Linked DNA regions of Callithrix jacchus: region 2 is linked to region 1. The links are chromatin contacts, called in public Hi-C maps. All regions are on one chromosome and are shown on one strand. The core of a region is the stretch at or near the end of the contact, and the rest is flanking DNA. Distances in the headings are between cores, read along the strand shown. Region 1 has its middle 39 kb from the start of RASA2. Region 2 holds the start of ZBTB38 (zinc finger and BTB domain containing 38).

Region 1 (3,040 bases), core at 242-2,741:
AGCACTTTGGGAGGCCAAGGCGGGCAGATCGCGAGGTCAGGAGATCAAGACCATCTGGGCCAACAAGGTGAAACCCTGTCTCTACTAAAAATACAAAAAAATTAGCTGGGCATGGTGGTGCAAGTCCCAGCTACTCAGGAGGCTGAGGCAGGAGAGTTGCTTGAGCTCAGGAGGCAGAGATTGCAGTGAGCTGAGATTGTGCCACTGTACTACCACCTGGGTGACAGAGCGACAGAGAGACTCTGTCTCAAAAAAAAAAAAAAAAAAAAGCGAGCCCAGAGGAGCTCACTGGCTGACAGCAGAGGCAGAACTGAAAATGACTAAAAGCAGGGAGCTGTGGTGGGGCTAGAGGCCAAGGCAAGCAGAGGTCTAAGGGGCTGTCTCATACAACACTACAAGGGAGAGGCTTTTGAAGGGGCCTTTGAATTAGGTATTGAGAAATGATCACGTCTGTGGATGGGGCTGGGATAGGGATGGGAATGAACATTTCAGCACGGTCAGGAGCTTGTACACACAGACAGTGTGATGAGAAGCCAGGCATTTTGGAGAGTGATGACAGCCGCCTCCCTCAACATTTGCAAGGCGGGGAGCAAGTGTACAGATGGAGGCGTATATATAATGTGTCTAAATATTTAAAAGTTATAAATCAGGCTAGCAAGTTCTTAATTAAATATATTCGACTCTCCTCCCTTGACAAATATACCTCTGCAGCAATCTGGAAGACCATGTTGGAATGTAGAAGTCTCTGGCATTTCATGCTGGAATGAGATAGCAGGCGAAGAGGTGGGTCAGATCTTCTCCCACCCACTCCTCTCCTCACCCTGCTCCCTCCCAGGCTGCTAGGGGCCTCAGGCACACATGTGGACGCAAAACTCCATCACGAACTCGTCTACAACCCCCGCGAACAGCTGCCCTTTAGCTGTCCCAGGGGTGTGGCACTGGCAAGGAAGTGGCCAGAGCAGGCCTTGAAAGTCTGCAGGGAATTCTCAGGTTCTGGGTACCTGAGTGTGGTCTCTGGGGATGGTGTGGACTTTGGGTGGGCACATCACTATGGGCCCTGCAGACTCCTTGCCCCATGAGGTGGGGCACTTCTGGAGGAAGGCCAGCACAGGGCCCTTTTGCCTTGGTCTGAGAATGATAGTGAGTCCTGAGCAGTTCCTGGTGGCTGGAATGTCGTGTTCAGCAGGAGCAGCAGCAGAGGAGGCTGATTCCCGTCGTGATGAGAGACAATGAAAATGGTGGCCCTGAATTCTACCTCTGGTCTTTAGGAAAAGTAATGTCAAAAATGATGGAGTTTGATTTGGAAACAACTGGGAGGCGGCCTAATGCTATTCCACTCACCACATTCATACAGATGTCGAGCACGTCCAAATCAATGCATGGAACCTGCCTTTCTGGCCCTGAAGTTCTGAGAAGCTAGATGTGAACAGGGTCTAAGCTACCCGCTGTCTCAGGTTGCTAGAATTCCAGAGAGAAACCAACCACTCCAGAGGTGAGTCAGCTTCTTTCTGGCAATACTCACTACTCCTGCGACATGACTCACCTTTTTGAAGGAGACATGTCATTTCCTTGTTCTTCCATTAGAGGGAGTAAATGTGCATAAAGTCATTGATGACCCAGATTTTAGCAGAGGACGCTGATGGAGCTTGAAGATCCTTTCTGAAGCTGGTCTACACTGCAGATTTGAACTCCTTGGGCCAAGCCTTAATTTCTCCCATATATGACCCCTTTGAGTATTTGACTAAAGGTTCCAGATTTTAATTATTTATAAGGAAAAATAACACACACATACCCCACCCACCGACACCCCTCAACTCTTTTTTTTAAATTGTACTTTAGGTTCTGGGGTACATGTGCAGATCATGCAGGATTGTTGCATAGGTACATACATGGCGAGGTGGTTTGCTGCCTCCATCCCTCCATCACCTACATCTGGCATTTCTCCCACAACCTCCCCACTCTCCACTGTCCCTCCCCTAGCCCCCACAAACAGACCCCAGTGTGTGATGCTCCTCTCCCTGTGTCCATGTGTTCTCATTGTTCAACACCTGCCTATGAGTGAGAACATGCGGTGTTTGATTTTCTGTTCTTGTGTCAGTTTGCTGAGAATGATGGTTTCCAGATTCATCCATGTCCCTACAAAGGACATTCTTATATTTTCATTCTTTCCGGATTGGAAAGAGAAACAAAAGTATGAAGGCTTCCACTTGCCTTGGGCCACAAGAGATCATATTTTCACCCCCAACATAATAACAGCTTTGTTTAGATAGTCTTTGACATTTCCTAGTATTTTTAGAATTTCTTCCTTTCTACCCTGAGAGGTAACTCCAGGACTCCCCAGTTCTGTTATGAATAATGCTGCGCTCTTTACCACCTGACTCTGCTGTCAGAGGCCGAGCTGTGTCACTGGGCTCCAATCCCTTTCGCCTCTCTTAGCAGGCTCTGGAACTCAACTGCCTGAGATTAACTCTGTTTATCCACATACCAGCCGTATGGCCTTGGGTAGGTAATTTAACTTCTCTGTGCTTGGTTTTCTCATTGGGAATTACCCATCATTGTAGCTTACCTCTGAAGATGCCTGCCATCAATTCCTTCCCTCCTTTTAAGTGTCTGTGACTCCCCCATTGAGGAACATAGTCTACTCCTTCACTCCTTGATACCGGGCTGGGCTGTGGCTGCTTTAATGCCAGCCTGGTCATGCCTTTAGATGACCCCAGCCTCATCACCATCTAACTGCAACTTTGTGACAAGCTCTGCCCAGTTGATCCCAGTCAAACCACAGAAACATGTGAAATGATAATCAATGGTTGTTTTAAGCCACTGTTTTGTGACAGTGTACAGCAAAAAGATAACCACACTAAATACTGATGGCAATGATAATCATGTTTCCCTCACGAGGTGATATGAGGATTAAATGAAAATTAATCTTCACTAGATGCTTAGAACAGTACCTGGAAGTACTAGTTGCCATAGAGAATATGTTGAATAAAAAAAGGAATGAACTAAGACTCTGAAAGTGTCAGGCTAATAAGCACTCATT
Region 2 (3,040 bases), core at 177-2,676, 100 kb after region 1:
AATTAGTGGTCACGACATTCAGATCTTGGAGCCAGAAGAACAGGAGTACAGCAGAGCCTCATTTCAAGACAACCTAATAAAGTAAAACATAAGGCCTTTCAAACAGATATTTTAGTGTGTGATAGTTAATTTCCAACAGGAGTTGTCCGTTTACAAAGGAATATGCCACTGTTTTCCAGTAAATGACAAGCTTCCCTGCTGCCTTTAAAATAAGACTTATACCTCCCTGCTCCCAATTATTTTAACATAGAATTTCTGAAGAACAGATCTCCTCTGATAATGTCAGCTATACAAAGACTAGATGCTGACTCAGGGGATGACTTTAGAAACCAGAAAATCAGGGTATGATTTCTATGCCTATGTGCTGTTCTCATGTCCATGTCAAAACTTTTTTCTTGGAAACTTAAGTTTCTTGGGTAGGAACTTCCAGAGCTTGCAAAATTATAGGCTTTGCAAAGAAGTACGAGTTTTTAGACAAAGTTAAAACAGACACTTTATGATGTGTCTTTGTGTTTAATATCATCCCAGATAGGAAGGCACAAGTAGGAATGAAAATAAGTCCTCTGTAAACAGGGCGATAAGACAATACAGGTTCATGCACAGAACAATCAGAAACGTGCTCAGTAAAGGCAGCACGGCTGTATATATCTTTTCACCAGGGCTGCCATCTTTTACCAGGTTAAGTGTGAAAATTGCCATTTGATGGCACAGGGCACGTATTTGCCTAGAACAGGGCTTGTTTTTGTGTCTGATTGCTCAGTATAATAACAAGGAAGCAAACAATCCAGAACTACGAACAAACATTCTGACAGTCTGAAACAGAGTACTTGGGTGAGGGGAGCAAGAGGAGGCAAAACAAGAGGATGGACAGGGAAAGGCATCAGTTGGACCATTCTCCCCAGGGTTTCCGTCTTAGTATCTTTTTTTTTTCCCTTCCTTTTGCATTCTTTTCTGGTCCTGTGGAGAAGAGAGATATCAGATCCCTTTGGGGCCATATTTACAGGGTCTCCCAAATGCAGTCCCTACTCCCAACTATGGGCTGGGGCCTGCTAAGCTGCAGGTGTCAGGGAACAAGATGGCGCCCTACAGTGAAGGGCACCAAGTGGGGGAGGGGGCAAAAGTGGGCCTTCACTTACTCGGAGGCGCTGGCTCCTCTGAAGCCCAGACGCTGCCAACTCCCTGGGCTCAGGAGTCACAACCGCTTTCGTGCTCTGTGTTCTTCACTTCTTGTCGAGATCAGCTCCACATGTTTTTCTGATGATGTCACCCATTCTGACTTCCTACATTTTGAAAGCGGATCTACAAGTAAAACCTTTTGTGAGGCTTAAAAAAAAAGAAGAAAAGAAATGAAAGGTGTGCTGTAGGGAGATGGAGAGGAGGAGAAAGGCCGTTGCTTCTTTATTTTGAGATTTGCTGCAGCTGCGAGTGCCACTCCCCAGCTAGTTTCCTGGCTTCAGAGAAAGGCCAGTGGCCGGGCGTGGGTGACGTCAGGGCCAGGCCTGAGTCATCGCCAGCGGCCCAGCCTGGCTGCCCTGCCACTCGGAAGGGGACAAAAGGAACCTTTGATGTCCAGAGGCCCTCCTCTCAGCACACTCGCCGGCACAGACCAACAGGCCAGGAGAACATTCCTGCCACCTCCCCACCCCCCAGCCGCCCTTCCTACTTCCGGAACAACCCCAGACAGATTCAACAAGGCCTCTCCAAAGAACATCACCCTCCTGCATGGCAGAGGCATGGTCACACTCTGTCAAACACAGAAGCGCGGACGACGAAGAGGGTGTTTCCCTGGGGACCTCTCACTGCCCCTCTGCCATCCCCCTTCTTCCGTGTGGTGCCCACCTTACTCAAGGAGTTGCAGTGGTATTTATTGAAAGAGATGCAGAAAGGTGGAAGGTACTTTTGTCACCATCACCAGGCAGCTCCCGGTGGTCAGTGTCTAGTCTCCTCTGCCTCCGTGCTGTGGCCCTGGACTTCGCTCCCTGCCCTGAGTGCTAACATGAACTAGTTCTTCCTGGGTTTAAGACATGACCACTCTTTAAAGGGGATATTTGTATCCCAGTGCCTGGCATGAGGCTTGGTAAATACATGATGAATGAAGGAATGATAACTGTAAAATAAAATAGTAGAGAACATATATTGAATACTTAGAGTGAACAACATTCAAGCCTCTGTGCTTTATGAATACTACTTCATTTATTGGTATTATCACAACGAAGAAGCTGCGAGATAGGTACTATTAATATTCCTAATGCTACAGAGGAGAAAATGGATACTCAGAGAGGTTAAGACACTTCTCTAAAGCCTCACAGCTAGTTAGTTCGTGGCAGAGCCTGGATCATCTAATCTCACATCCTGTTTTCTTGATCATGGTGTGGAGTAGCTGGAATGAATGAAGGAATATTGACCAATGGCACCCTGGCCAGGAGAAAGGAGACAAGGATAAGGATGGGACTTGAAACCAAATCCTACAAGGAAACAGTGAAACAATTAGGAATGTTCTGGCAACATGGGCCTCATGCCTTTTTATTGTATCAGCACCAGGTCTGAGGTTTGGCAAGTGGGTGGGTTACTCAGCGTGGCTAGAGGCGAGTCAGTCATGAGGTTCAAGTGGGGATGAGAAACCAGGGAGGTCGGATGGATGTAGGCCTGTGGCATGTGGTAGATGCAAAATCTGAGAGCCACGGGGGACAGACCAGCTTGGCGGGGGACAGAGAGTATCTTGGCGGGAGTCAGAGTCCACGCTTGTCTTTGTTGCTTTCTGGCCTCATTGATGTGGGTGGGAGAGTCAGTGAGATTAAAGGGATACATCTGGGGCGGACACGAAGGCTAAAGGAAGAAGGACATGACGGCACTCTCAAAGACTCCAGACTCGGAAAAAAGGTTGCAACTGGGGTGTGGTTTTAAAGTGCAGGAGGGACTAGAAGGGACAGGAAACAGATTTGGACCTGACAATGGTGGATACTTTCTACTCTTTGTGCCCTCCTACCAGGAATCAGTTGCCTTTCTGGGCCTGAGAGAGAGTCCTGCCAATGGCTGTGGG

The links. Hi-C and Micro-C count contacts between places; a contact is called where the count stands out from the background.
Region 2: a contact with region 1 is called in a Hi-C map of induced pluripotent stem cells, with 3 times the contacts expected there. The contact joins the promoter of ZBTB38 here to the enhancer-like site in region 1. A contact is called at or near these places in 2 of 3 Hi-C or Micro-C datasets (induced pluripotent stem cells and skeletal muscle).

Annotation. Positions count from the first base shown.
Region 1 is chr17:43,023,055-43,026,094 of calJac240_pri, forward strand. No RefSeq gene overlaps it. Among named protein-coding and RNA genes, the nearest start is that of RASA2, 39 kb to the left of the region's middle. Within about 2 kb of position 1,492, at least 3 of the 16 cell types and tissues checked have an H3K27ac peak or open chromatin away from gene starts, as enhancers often do.
Region 2 is chr17:43,126,755-43,129,794 of calJac240_pri, forward strand. It overlaps ZBTB38 (zinc finger and BTB domain containing 38), which reads right to left and starts at 1,427. Exons shown (of 6, transcript XM_078354085.1): 1 at 1,137-1,427; 2 at 1-73.